2 separate regions of the Mus musculus genome follow, and region 1 is linked to region 2. The links are chromatin contacts, called in public HiChIP or PLAC-seq maps. All regions are on one chromosome and are shown on one strand. Each heading gives the region's core, a stretch centred on a gene start, on an enhancer-like site or on the middle of the called end of the contact. The rest is flanking DNA. Distances are from core to core; before and after follow the strand shown. Region 1 has its middle 140 kb from the start of Gm23678. Region 2 overlaps Gm14636 (predicted gene 14636).

What was found. HiChIP or PLAC-seq counts read pairs in DNA pulled down with a chosen protein or histone mark.
Region 1: a FOXA1 HiChIP or PLAC-seq map of pancreatic cancer cells shows a contact between it and region 2. The contact joins two enhancer-like sites. A contact is called at or near these places in 2 of 115 datasets of contacts at active chromatin or transcription factors (astrocytes and pancreatic cancer cells).

The regions. Positions count from the first base shown.
Region 1 is chrX:19,902,106-19,909,645 of GRCm38.p6, reverse strand. No RefSeq gene overlaps it. Among named protein-coding and RNA genes, the nearest start is that of Gm23678, 140 kb to the right of the region's middle. Within about 2 kb of position 4,980, at least 72 of the 459 cell types and tissues checked have an H3K27ac peak or open chromatin away from gene starts, as enhancers often do. A contact at or near this core is called in pancreatic cancer cells, where this site is marked.
Region 2 is chrX:19,158,682-19,165,991 of GRCm38.p6, reverse strand. It overlaps Gm14636 (predicted gene 14636), which reads left to right. Exons shown (of 5, transcript NR_168020.1): 5 at 7,063-7,310. Among named protein-coding and RNA genes, the nearest start is that of Mir222, 15 kb to the right of the region's middle. Within about 2 kb of position 2,846, at least 70 of the 459 cell types and tissues checked have an H3K27ac peak or open chromatin away from gene starts, as enhancers often do. A contact at or near this core is called in pancreatic cancer cells, where this site is marked.

The sequences.
Region 1 (7,540 bases), core at 3,731-6,230, 740 kb before region 2:
AATTCTTAGGCAAATGGATGCATCTGGAGGATATCATCCTGAGTGAGTTAACCCAATCACAAAAGAACTCACATGATATGCACTCACTGATAAGTAGATACTAGCCCAGAAACTTCGAATAACCAAGATACAATTTGCAAAACACATGAAACTCAAGAAGAAAGAAGACCAAAGTGTGGATACTTCATTCCTTCTTAGAATGGGGGACAAAATACCCATGGAAGGAGTTATAGAGACAAAGTTCAGAGCTGAGATGGAAGGAAGGATCATTCAGAGACTGCCTGACCCGGACCCATCCCATATACAACCACCAAACCTAGTCACTATTGCATAAGCCAGAAAGATTTTGCTGACAGGATCCTGATATAGCTCTCTCTTATGAGGATATGCCAGTGTCTGGCAAATATAGAAGTGGATGCTCACAGTCATCTATTGGCTGGAACACAGGGCCCCTAATAAAGGAGCTAGAGAAAGTACCCAAGGAGCTAAAGGTGTCTGCAACCCTATAGGAGGAACAACAATATGAACTAACTAGTACCCCCCAGAGCTGTGTCTCTAATTGCATATGTAGCAGAGTTTGGCCTAGTAGGCCATCAATGGGAGGAGAGGCCCTTGGTCTTGTGAAGATCATATGCCCCAGTACAGGGGAATGCCAGGGCCAGGAATTGGGAATGGGTGGGTTGGGGAGCAGGGTTGGGGGATAGCATTTGAAATGTAATTCAAGAAAATATCTAATAAGAAATACCTGGTTTACAAAAAAGTCACCAACAACTTTGAAGATAATTGAGTGACAGAAAGAATGAAGCAGCATATTTTTGGTGCTAAAACATCACTCTTCTAACTCATGATTGGATGTGATTTGGTGTGACAGGGAAGTAAAGAAAAGGCTAACAGTTTGCAAGCTTGGACTTCAGCTTGGAATCAACCAGTTTGTCAAGCCTACCTTAAGGCTGCTCCTTACCTCTCCCCAACCAGACTAAGGCCATGAGACTCCAGTGGTCCAGGTTTAGAGACCTTCTGAAGTGTCTGAAAATCGTCTATCACTTAGAACACAAACACTTGGGCGAAAAATTAAAATGCGAATGAGACGCACAAATTTGTATGTTCAATTACAAGTAACTGATAGGTAAGCATGCCTAGAAAAAGTCTATGCTTAGTGACAAGAAACTATAACCCTTTGTGACTCTGGAGCCTAGAGCTGCTAAAATTCCTCTTGGCTAGACCTACTTTCTCCCATGTACTATCTCTTTTTCTAACAAACTGCCCCTGATTCAGCTGCAGCTGTGTGTCTCTGTTCAACTTTTTGTTCATGGACTCATAAACTTGGAATCCCTCTGTGTATGGCTGTCAAGGCTGGATTTCAGCTGCTATCAATTTTGCCCTCAGTTAAAAAAGTATGAATATGGGTCTGGGGTGTGTGTGGATAGGTGGATGGACCAGATACTTCTCTTTTATCCCCATTTAAAAAGTGAAAGTCATGGTGTATGATTCTAGCACTCAGGAGGCAGAAGTAGCAGGAGGATCTCTGAGTTCAATGCCAGCCTGATTTGCATAGTGTGTTCTAGACCAGCTAGAAATACATAGTGAGACTGTGTCTCAAATCTCAAAAAAAAAAAAAAAAAAGTGGTTTAAATGAGAATGGCCCCCAGAGGCTCATAGATTTGAATGCTTGGTCACCAGGAAGTGGCATTACTTGAGAAGTAATAGCCTTGTTGGAGGAAGTGTATCACTGGAGTTCGGTTTGGAGTTTCAAATGCCAGGCCTAGTGTCTCTTTGTCTTCCTACTATCTGCAGATCCAGATGGAAAACTCTCAGCTGGTTCTCTAGCACTATGTCCCTCTTCATGCCACCAATTAAATGCTTCCTTTTATTAGAGTTGCTGTGGTACTGGTGTCTCTTTACATCAATAGAACACTGACCAAGATAAATATAGTCTATTAACTAATTAAAATTTAAAAAACAGGCAATCTATGCTTCAATGAAAACCTGCATATACTTCCACGTGTTATCTGATGGTGCATACCCTGTCTTGCCTTGTTCAGCTAACTCTCTTCTCCCATGGAGCATAGGGGAACAGAAAACAGTTTGCATCCATTTACAACTCACTTCAACATTTCCACTTTCCCTGTCAATGAGGGCTGGTTATTAAAAACAACAATAATCAAAATCATTATAACAGCTGCCCAGTTCCCTCAATTATAAGAGCAACATAGAATTTCCACATGTTCCTGTTTATACCTCAGGAGGGTCATGATTTTTCCTTTGCTTGGAAATGGTCTTCAAATACTCTTGTAATACTGATTTCTTTAGTTGTAGAGCTGGTCTCTAGGAGATGGCCACTGAACATCTTCTCCTCTAAAAACTTTTGTGAGGATGCAGTGTAGTGAAAGCTTATTTTCCATGAATTAAGTAGGGTTCACTAGGTTACAGCTTTGTTTTAACCTTGTAAACTGGGTGGCCTCTGAAAGCTCCTTAGAACACTTCAAAGCAGGCCTTTTCAACATTTCTAAGTGCCCCACTCTCTTCTTTTTGTGATTGAATTCTTGCTGACCTTAGTCTTTCAGTGAAAAGAGGGTACCAAAAGGCTCTAACAAAACACCTGAGACCATTAGAGCAATCAAAAACCAAGGGGTCAAGATGAACTAATCCCTGGCAGAGGATTTACATAAATAAGTATTAACCTCTGGATGTGAATAAAAGAATAAAATGCAATCTTGGGGTCAGAACCTTGGTTCAAGGGCACTTACTAGGCCAAACAGGGCTTCTGTGCTATGCCAGGAATTCCAGGAATCCCACTGATCACTGAATGCTGGCAGGGCACAGGGGGGGGGGGGTTGGTTCAAGGAAGCTAACTGAAACTCAGCTCTGCCTAGTGGCTGGGTCTCAGCTCTCCCAAGCAGCAACCTACAGTGGAGAGCATGGGGGGAAAAAAACCCAGCAGGCAATCAACATACTTTGAAATAAGACTTTCTACAGTGGGAAAAATGTGTTCTGCTGACAATTAACTCGAATCTTAGTTTAGACAGCTTTGTTAAACAGAGAGGCTCACAGGGGCAAGTGAGGGGCAAGATCCAAGTCTTTTGAAAGGACCACTTTTTTGTTTTCCCTTGGAGTACTGCTTTGTAAAAGGCATCTGTCCCTAATATGTAGATCACTTGGCAAAGTACAGGAACTTCAGAGGGGGTGGCTGTTGCTGTTACAGTAAACTTTCTGTTCACAGAGATATTAACAGGGTCATAAGAAAATGTTATTCCTATAGTTGAAGGGACCAGCCAGATGTTATTACCAGGCTTTAAAAATAAACAGGCCAGGGGCTGGAGAGCAGGCTCAACACTAAGTTTAGCACTTCTTACTTTATCAGAGGATGAGAGTTCAGATCCTAGTGCTCACATCTGGTGTCTTACAAACATCTGTAACTCTAGCCCCACGGGATCTAATGCCCAGTTTCTAACCTTCAAAGGCACCTGCACACACATGTACACACACACACATATATAACACACATAAATTAAATAAGCCTTTGAAAGATTGCAGCTACCCTGATTGTGAATGGATGGTGGTGGTGCTGAAGTGAATTACAAATGAAGGAAAACTATGGTTTTTCTTCCCCCTGGAGAAGGAAGTCAGCTGACGCGAACAAGACAGAATTTGCTTACCTACCACTTGCCCAAAACTATGAGTTGTGAAGTAGCTTCATCAACCATGGAATCACAATCAGATAACACAGGAAGCAGGAGCTAGAAGCAATAAAGAATTTTCCATCGAAGTATGAATTGCCTCTACCCCAGGCAAGGCATTTTGTTTTTAAAAGAAGGCAGGAAGACAAGTACCCAGTGTACCTCTTTTCCTCTCACCCATCCCTGACAAAACACAGCCACATAGTTTGTTTGGTTGGTTTTAACATCTATAAAGAGTGCAGTGGGTTTTGAAATCTTTCCTCTAAAACAACCATACCCTTGTGGGTGGGTAGCTCCTTTGAGAAGAGAGGGTTGTAGACACTGCCTCTTTTGGACCTGTCTCTGAGCATTTGGCAGAACTCTTGCTGTAGAAAGGAAGCACTGCTAGAAGGATTGAGACTCCATAAGAGAGAAACCATACTCTTTGTCTGTTTGGGCTAATAAGTGTGTAACTATTGATGGCCATTCTGAATTCATTTGGGAAGGAGTCCTCTAATCGGCCCTGTGAATCAGATAAAACAGAGAGCAGGGGTATCCCCAGCTTTCCTACTTAAAGAGTGTGTGTTTCTGTGTCCTCAAAGGGTCTGTGGGGCTTCCTGGTTGTGATCAATTAGTTGTAAACACCACTACTCTCGGACCCTGTGGGGCTTCCTAAGAGGACCACTGTCTCTTGACAGTCTTCTAAAAGAAAAGATAGGAAGTGTGGGCTCTTTTGGTGAAGGCCATTCCTACTAGACACCAGTGGAGAGACTAAGAGGCATAGCAAAGTGACACTGGAGAATTCTTGGTCTTTGACTGAAATTTTAAATTTTGTAGCCTAAGAAATCTGCTTTAAAAATCATCTGTTTTCAAATTCAGGAACTTGTGTTCCAGGCTTATTTATTTAAAGACAAATAAAAGGCCAAAGTGGCACAGGACTTTATTAACACAAGCTTACATGCCTTCCTCAGCCTTGTCCCTGGGTTTTCCCCGCGAGCAGTGGGGCCACCTCAGGAAGTACACTGTGAGAGAATTTTAAAAGGCAACCCTGATTAGTGCCAAGAAAACTGGAGTGAGACAGGTATGGTGGTGGCAGAGTTCCATCTAAGTGCAAATAAGCAGCCTTCTGTTCTGCAAAGTGCAGGGTAGACTCTCACATGGAAACACTGCCTTCTGGAGTGATGTGGGCCCCTGGTATGTGGAAAGGAATTTACTTGGGTCCTCTTCAAGTTGGCAGGCAGGCCGGCATTCGGGTGTTGGTTAGTACACATTCCTTTCTGACTCATTACCCACTTGCCCAGGCCCCTCCTTCCTAGGGTGTGAGGCCCCTTTTCCAGCTTTCCCAGGGCTGGCATGGAGATTGATGGGATCTTGGCAGTCACCAAAGGAAAGCTGGATGTTCCCTTTGTACTTTTCCTTTTGTGACTGGTCTTTGGTTCTTGTTGCCAAGTTCTGTTAAGTGGGAACCACAGAGCAGCCACCAAAGCCCTTAGCTGTGATATGGGCATGTTCTGTTCTCAGTCCATATGTATTTACTAATCAGACAGTGAGATGGGGAACGAGATCCAAAATGTCAATTTGGCTTAAGTATGGTTATGAGCTAAATAAATGCTTTTAGGTCTAAGCCTTCTTTCTCTCTGTGAACGCACCAGGAGCACATACATTTGGCTTTATGAAGGTCACATAAACTTCCATTTGGAAATGTGCTGTCACAGTAGCATTATAGGCCCATTAGTGAAATGCTATTTCCTTCTTGTCAAGAAGTTGGAATATCTGGACTGGATGGAGACCTAACTTTTCATTTGGGGTGGGCCAATGACCGGGGAGCACCCTTAGGAAGGGGGAGGTTCACCACACTAAAGAGTTAGGCTGAATAGTTATCCCTTTCATGAGAAACTATAATCTTTCCTGTCCAGTGCAATTACTGGGCTGTAACCTTACAGCTTTCCAACTTCTCCGTTTTTTCCAATGTCATTTTAAAACATGCTTTCCTTAACATATTAGAGTTCATCAACATTTGAGGCTTCCTTATCTCTTTCTTCATAGCTCTCCCTCCCTACCATGTAGATAGTTGTCCATTATATGTCTGACATCTGTGCCGGCTTAAGCTTTTCTTTTTCTCCTCCTCCATTCTCCTCCTCTGAGCAGCTGCAGAGGTGTTACAGCTTGCCTGCTCTGAGGAATTCTTCTTCTAAACTGTAACACAATTTTCTTTACATCTCCAATTTTTTTTTTTAGTTTATCCTTAAATTTGTTTTTAATAATGATGTTAAGAACCTCAAGCGGGGAATGGGAACCCATTTCCCCTGTATCATCCAGCAGCCATGAATGACTCCAAAATTCTAGTAACAGGACCATCCCCTAGAAAGCAGATTCACCTAAGGCTATGCTAAATAGATGGGAGGAATAATTTTTCTTTTCATGAGATAATGTACTTTTTTTTCTTAGACCTACCCCACCCACCTCCTCGGTGGAATTGCTACAGTGGTTTTGTAAGGTTTACTTGCCTAAGTTGTAACATACTTCCTTCTTTCCTTCTTCCCTCTTCCTCCGCTTTTTCCCCTTCCTCCTCCTCATACCTCTTATGATTTCTTTCAGATGATTGCTAATGCAGAGGTGGGCTTTTCCAGACATTCTGGCCTTTCTCACTCTTTCCAGGCTATTACTTCTCTCCTGAGTCTGTTCTTAAATTTTTTTTTTTTATTAATGAGACCAAGAACCTGAAGAAGAGCACCTTAATTTCCTTGGCAGTATGTGGTATCCCATGTAGAGGTCTCCAAAATTTCCAGTAATATAACAGAGCCTCTCTGGCATACCAGGAAGAGAGCTACCCTGAAGACAGCTTTTAGAAACTGAGATGTCTCTTATCTGTTTAATTACTTTAGCAAACAGCTTTTAGTCACCTTCTCATAACTTATTCCCCCCAGAAGCACCAAGCTCCATTTCCTTCATCTAGCCTAATATTCGAATTAGCCCCTAATGGAGTCCAAAAAATATCCCAAAGCACAGTATCTTTGAGTCAGTGGAAACTGGAAGGGGTCAGGAGCCAAGTGTCTCTCTGACCTTTCTCCTGCCTCTATGTCTGCTGTCTCTGTCACATACTGGCCCCAAAATGGATCATTGAAACCAGATTTCCTTTGCTCCAAGGTGGCTTATAGAAACTGAAATTCCATTTCATCAAAGCAAGCTGTACAGGCTGGAAAGGCCATGCTGTCTCTTTTCTTTTGAAGTCTCTCATTCCGGATATGTCCTGTCCATAGCTGGGTATGCTAGAGTGAAGGCAAGAAAAATCCCACCTGACAGGGGTTGGCTCAACCCCTTGGCCTGTTAGCATGACATCCACATGCTTTTGTATCATTACATTCTACATGGCTGTCCATTCTGAAACATAGAAATCGTTTCCCCCGATTTGGGTCTTCAATATGAAGACTCATGTGCCCTGTAAAACCTGAAGTAAATTTGCTATGCCTTTCTTTTGTCAGTCTGTTTTGTTGCAGAGGCCTTGACTGTGACCTTTACTACAAGGCAGGAATGTGGTCACAGCTGCCCCAGCAACCCCAAATTCCTCAATTTGATTGCTTTGTGGACTCCCATGCACATGTCTGTAATTTTGGTTTTGGTATTAGTCAAGTTTTTTAAAATTTCTGAACATTTGTTTTATTTATTGGATCACTAAAATATGATTTAAAATATTATAAAGTACTTAAAATAATTTAGTGGGACATATACAAAAGAATTTTAACTAGTTGGTATTCTTTCTGAAAATCTTGGTTTTTTGCACCACACACATAAAAATAAACTGGTATGATTATATAAAATGTAGATTTGTGCTCACCATTTCCGAAGTAACCCAGCAAAACTAAAATTTCAACTTCAGGGGATGC
Region 2 (7,310 bases), core at 1,597-4,096:
ATGATTGCATAAAGGTTGTGCCCAGCAAGCATATTAGGATAGTAGGTGGCTGCTTGATTTTTGTCTGTTTCTTTTTGGTCAGTAGAACTAATCATGTGATATATACTTACAAAGAGTTAGATGGAAATATTTTAAGTGTCAGTAATTATATAGGTATTCTGGGCAATCTCCATTTATGAGTATAAACATGCAATTATGACATGAACAGAATTAGGCTTTGAGTTATAAAGGATGTAATATTATTTATTTTGCTTTAAGTAGCCCCAACTAAATTAAAAGTTAAATGTACATTCTTGACTTCTGGCTCCCACTCTGTTCCTTTTGGAATCATAAAATTTCCAGCTTAAAAAAGGAACACCATAGCAGGATAACAAAGCTGCAGGTTTCTGTTAGTTGAGTGGGCTGCAGATGGGAAGAGAAAGATGAGTATGTTGGAATCTGTAAATTGTGCCCCCTTAACGCACACGCTTTAAGGGTTTGAAGATCATTTTTCTTAGGCTAATAGCTCCCAAGACTTCAGTTTCAATGAAAAGACAAGCATGGCTGTGACATGCAGATCTAGCTGCAAATTTGGGCGAATGTCACATGTCATTTGGCTTAATTAAGGTGTGCCCTCCTGACACACATAAATTTATAGGTTTGAGAAGGAGACAGAAAAATTTTGAGAAAGCATGATAGTAATTTTAGCTGATTTTTATCCTGCTGTTAGTGTATCTTCAGTAACTAATAATTATTTTCACCTCTGTATTTCATCTAAATGCTTGGATAAAAAACACGGTAATTTAATATTGAGCTAAATACATGCAGGATAGGAAAAAGACTATATAAAAATTTCAGATGTTCTTCAACATTTAGAAGCCACTGCCTTGAGTGATTAAAAATAGGATATAATATAAATTGAAATAGTAAATGCTAAAAAGTGAGTCCCAGAAAAACTTCATCTTTAAAATTTAGTTTGTCATTCTTTGTTCTGAGTTTCTTATTTTTAAATGTACATCTAAAAGCATTGCTATGAATTATCTCCCAGAGTTACTAAAGGCATTGCTATTTTGGCATGTTTGGTCTTTGTGGATTTTCAAAACAACAAAGTGAAAGGAAGCCATTTGAGAGACATATCTCAATCATTTCTACCCAGTATTTGATAAGTGTACTGTACACCTTCAAAATTTGATGTGTGTGTGTGTGTGTGTGTGTGTGTGTGTGTGTGTGTGTGTGTAGGTGTGTGTCTAAGCTTACTTTGAAGGTGGGTCTTAAATCAACAACAGCTATTTGTTAGAACCCAGATAAGACTTGGAATGTAGTTCTCTGGCAACCGAGTAGTTAGGCATTGAAATGTAGCTTTAAGGATTCAGTTCATAAATGGCATTCAGATCTCCTGCTACAGTGTCATTGAGTAGAAGGATAACAAGAATGGGTAAACCATGAAGAATTATAATGATCTCCATTTTTCAGGTCTTCTTGACTTGCTTTTGTATACAGGATCACCATGGAAGTGGGAAGCATAGGCCTTGAAGGAAGCCATACTTTAGTACAAAATTAGTATGTGAAAAATTGGGAGAGATAAGTACCAACATATGGAGTAATGAGTAAACGTCAGCTCAGCTTCCACAAGGCTCTGCACACCGTTTATCCGGGGCTGACCAGCCATGAGAAGAACATCTTGAACCAATTATTGTAGGCTCTTGAAGAGCTGCAAATATTTCCTTCAAATGCAATGTGGAGAGAATTCCTTTGGTAGTAGCAGAATGGCTTACCAGTTTGCTATAGCATTTATTTCTATCCCCGCTCCCCCTAAGAACAACTACAGAGGCTTCGGTGTTCTTATGAGACACATGCTTTCCAAACAACTGTTCATTTGCCATTTCCTAGTTTTGTCTTCTTTTTCCTATGGAATAAATAGGAGTGTATTAAGCAGTCATAAGCCCTAAGCATTTTATCTTACATTCAAAAATTACTTTTAACATTCTTTAAAAAGAGACTAAGAGGTGTTTATGGAATGAATTGGCAGGCTGATAACCTAGGAAACACCGTATCAGAGCAAGAAAATGTTTAGACTAATATGTACCATAGATTAAGTATGCACGCTTGCATTTTCCATGCCTGAAGGTATTTTCTATTTCACAATGGTTTTAGCAATTTATTTTGTCACTTGTACCTTGAGAATTAGTGAAAAAAAGATTTCAGTTGAAGTTATTCCTTACTTCATAAGTAGAAACCTGGCAATTCTTCTAAAGTCCAAATGATTCTGAAAAGTTAGAAAAATGTTCATGTCACAAAATGATGGAAAGTTCTGACCTGAGCTTAAATGAGTCCACTTGCAGTCTTTATTTAGCTCACTAAGCCTATACATTTTATCAGAGAAATATTCATGTACTTGATTCTGGAATACAGCACCAACTCTCCCTAGAGTTATGTATGTATGTATGTATGTATGTATGTATGTATGTATATATGTATGTATGTATATTAAATAATCACCCTCCTTATAAACATTTATAATAGCATGAGTGTTGGAGTGCCAGATAAGGCTTTTTGACTCTTGAATTAACATTCATTGAACTCATGATATGTGTTAGATATTTTTCTAAATATATCCCTGACATCTATTTCAGTGCCAACCAATTCCTGATAGTTACCCAGGACATAGGTCTTAATATATAATGCTTTACATGTACTAACTGTAAACCCAGTATGATTGTTACTTCTTTTTACTGTAGAGAAAGCAGTACACAGAGAAGTGAAACTAATTGCCCAAAATGACATAGGAAGGAAATAATGGAGCCAGGATTTGCAAGCACTGAAACTAGGCTGAGTCAAAGGGGTGTGTCAACTGCTTTCTGCATTCCTGCTTACCCTATGCCTAGTGTCATGCGAAGGTGATAGTGATATCACCACTCTGGTCATTAACAGGGTCCATTCCTCCTCTGTGTGAAATGTTTGTTCACAGGTTTGTGGTGGAATGGACTATGGGAGTTTCAGGGATCCAAGCTCCTTCTTGATGAGTCAACCTGGCTTTATTAATTGAGAAAAATTAAGACAAAAGAAATAACATTTTGTTTTCAACTCCAAAGTAATTTTTGTATACAATTACAAAAAGTCCTTTCATATTTATTTTCTGGAACTTTATACCCAGACAGGTCTATGCTGTTAAGGGAGAAAGGGACACCTTAGAGGGAGTGACACTTTGACACAGGAGTCATGCTGGGCACAGTAAGTGCCTTTGGGAAACCAGGCAGCCCAGGAAATTGAACTGCATTATTGAATCTAGAAAAGGAGACTTCTAACCATGCTTCTCAAAAAAAGAAAAGAAAAGATGTATAAGATGGCTCTCTTGTCCCTATGTTTCTAATCATTAAAAATAAGTTCTTTCTAAACTTCCCAGTTTATGTCCCTGATCCTCCTTCCCTGCTTAGTGATTCAGCAGTTACTTCCTGTTGGCATGTTGTGCAGTTTATGTCCTTGCTTGCCATTTTAGTCAACCACTTCTGTTATTGTTGGCCTTGAACACACTTAAAGATTTCTGGATCTATATTTTGATCTCTGTCTTCAACTTAATTTCCTTATGTTCATTTCAAAATGCTATTGACAAGAAAAAATGTTGGTGACTATTTTTTTTTTTACTGTTACATACTTTTTTTTTTTGTAGTAATAGTTTTGAAAACTTATTTCTCCTAAACAAACTGTTTAGGTTACATGGTCGAAATTTGGAGGATAGGTGTTTTTATTCAGATGAAAAGACCTAACCAGTTTTGAATGTAGTTACTGTATATATCATTTATTCCATTTATTTTCTTGATATCAGGAAGAATAAGAGTTAAAGAGGGTATGCAAAGTAATTCCATTTTGTTAACTACTTTCAAAGATGAGTAGCTGAATTAGAACATATATTTCATCTAAAATGTCTTATACTTATCTAGTAAACTACCCTGATTTTTTTGAAAAAAAAAAAAGATCAATATAAAACAATTGCTATACAGACTATATATTTAAAATGTCAGTAATTTAATCTTAGCATCTGCTAGCTCAGCTTCTTAGGGTTCTAAGCTGTAACTTCTTCTCTTACTTACTCCCCATTTACTATACATTTATTATACACTCTAAAGTATTTAGGCAAATTTAAGATATAAAGCATAGTACACGTGCTGTTAACTGTAAACTATGTTATGTAAATACACTCCTACTGCTCATTTCCTTTAGTTTTTCTGAAGGAACACATTTGATGCATACAAAAGTTGAATTTGATAGCTTTGTAAGTCAGCATAAGAGTCAAAACATTTGCTTTTCTTGGCTATTGTAAATAGCTATTCTAAGTAGCACCTATTTTGTTTAAAATCACTTTAAAATATTAATCTAAATATAGTGATAACTCTATATGTAAAATGTAGCTCTTCTGAGGTACAGGGTGGAAATGTCTCTAATGAAGGCCAGGCTAAGGTTTCATTTTAAAGCATATCCCCTTATTTCCATGAAAAAAAAAATTGATTTCCTGAAGTAACTATGTGTTCTTCTCGAGACTTTGACCTTGCTTTTAATGTTATTGAGATTTTTCTGCTTTCAACATTTTTAAAAATGGATAAAATATTTTTTTAAAAAAGATAATCCATTGGTACCCCCCACAACACACACACACACAAAACACTAGAGTTCTTAACTAAGAAAATGGGTAGCCATGCTTTGCTGCTTGCATTCATAGTTCTGAATACCTGCATACAAAATCATCTCCAAATCTGAACTATTTATTTTGTAAGAGGCCCAGGCTTGTGGAACAAGTGTGCTTGTGTTTTCAGTTTACTTTGCCCCTTGGTAGTCGAATGAGTCTGTTAGTTTCTCTAAATCACAGAGCCTGGATAGTGAGTTATGTCACCTTATACTTGGACCTGCATAAAAAGTACATTAGGGAACCTGGAGTAATGGTTCTCTAGTCACTTGTATTCTGCAAACACTTTCAGCTTAGTTCCAGGTCTATGTGTTTGTGGTAAAATGTATATGACTGTTGGCATAGCAGATTAACTAAAATAACAAAAAAGAAAAAAGAAAAAAATTGACTACCATTCATTGTACATTTAGTGTGTTTTGGGTAGCTGCTATTGTAGGTAGTCAAATGACATTGATCTGTGGGATCCTCATATCAAGCTGTTGGTACTATTGTTTTGTGTCTATTTCATAGATAAGAGTCCTAAAGCACAGAGAAACAGAGGGACTTACTTTGGGCCACTTGTCTGTTGTAGAAACAAAATCTGAATCCAAATAGGCTGTTGGCAGAACAGATGGGAGTAATTTGGGTCCAAAGGCAGAGTAAAAGTTGGCTGAAGCCAAAAGTTTCAGTAGTGATCATCTCAATTCTGTTGTAGAAAGTGTAACATCTTACAGACCCGGGCATGTCAATACTTAAATACACATTTGACTTTTTCTGCTTCTTATTTCACAAATCAGTGGGAACCGTCTTAGTCACTGGTATTTTATGAGTTTGAATTAGGCCACTGAAATCCAGGAGGGGGAATTCCTTGTTTTCAGTTGATCTAAAGCACTAATGAATTTACTCATCTAACTTCCCCTATTTTTTCCTCTCAAGTTTTCACTTGAAGGTGGGGGTGGAGGGAAGAAGTATATGAGCACTTCAATCGTTGGGTGAACTTTTGGCAGAAAGGTACAGGGAGTAGGGGATCTGTATTTATGAATATATGTTTATGAATATATGTTTCCTTTGCCTCCATCTAGTTCTGAAGGCTTTCTATAGGAACAGCTTAGAAGCAACCACCAGTGCCCATGAAAAAACAAAACTTTCTGTTTGTTCCAGGAGTTTAGTTTCATATTATGGAAATGCAGCTGGAAGGTTGATAACTTCCTCTCTCTGTAAATGCTAAGAATTCAGTGTAGAAGGCAGGTGAAGGCAGCCCACCCAAGGCCATGGATTTAAAGGACTTGGAAATCTCTAAAATGTTTCATTGTTCTTGAACTGATCCTACCTCTAAGAGGACATGCTAATAAGGCTTCCCTTCATTCCATCATTTTTTCTGTTCATTCATTCATCCTTATTTTCTCTTATTCAAGCTCTTCCTGGAGACAGAAGAAAGACAGAAAGAAAGGGATCGACTAATAGTCTATAAAATGGGGTTGGAGAGAGGAGTAGCTGTAAGCTATAAACTTACTTTGTCCCTTTTCCCTCAGTAAAGGTTTTTTGTTTGATACTTGTCATTCGGGAGCCACTATACCTCTCACAGACAGACACACAATATTTAAACATTTTCTGTCAATCAGATTCCTTGCTTAAATGGAGAAAAAAAGACTTGTGAGGGAAATCTATGCAGCAAAAATGGCTGGATGGATACACTGACTTCCTTCTTTTATGGCTAAATTATAAATATGATTTCATACCACTTAAACTTTCAAATCATTTCTATACAGAAAAGTAAATGTTAACAGAAGCCTCCCTAAAGATATCTTTAGAAAATAGTTTAAATAAAAAGAATTCTCAGAAGAAAGAGAACTGCAATGGACACATGAAGATGGATTATTTAGGAATCTGCTTTCCATAGTAAAATGCTTCTAGAAGGTAGGCGGTAGTTACTAACTAGAAGAAGAGGGATATTTCCAAGGATATGTGTGATAGGTAATCTAAAGAGGCAAACCCCCATTACACTGTATAAACCCAGGGTGGGTACAAATTGTAGGAGGCTTTCCTTTGGTAAAGTGATGGTTTCATGATTCTAGTTATGATGATTATTATGAAGCTTCTAGTAAACAAAGACAAAGGAGCTCAATGTAGGTAGTTCTTCCTCTCCTGTGTATTCAGAGAGGTGAAGAGCTTGACTATTTAATGGTGCCATGTTTTTAGTTATGTTTACCTGTAATTCTCTTCTCATGCAGCATGTCTTTGAGCATTTTGTTTATAACTTGAATCAGCTTAGGTTTTTCATTATGTTCTATATTCAGTTCTCTCTAATATATATATATATATATATATATATATATGTGTGTGTGTGTGTGTGTGTGTGTGTGTGTGTGTGTGTGTGTGTATTTAAACATATGTATTTAAACATAATTATGTTTCTCACAATTTAGGAATTGTTAAAGCATACTGACTACAACTGGAGACAAAAATGGAACCTAAGAAAATAAAATCACTTGGGAAGGATGTGAATTCATATATCTTTTCTCTTAAAGTTGTTTTGAAAAGTAAGTACTTGCCATTCCTAATTGTTTTTGTTTTGCTTTTTTTTTTTGTAATCTGATACTGAAAGCGTTGATTTGTGCATAAAGTATATATAGTTACTGCCATCTGGGAGTTTGCATTTTAAGTGACATGGCAT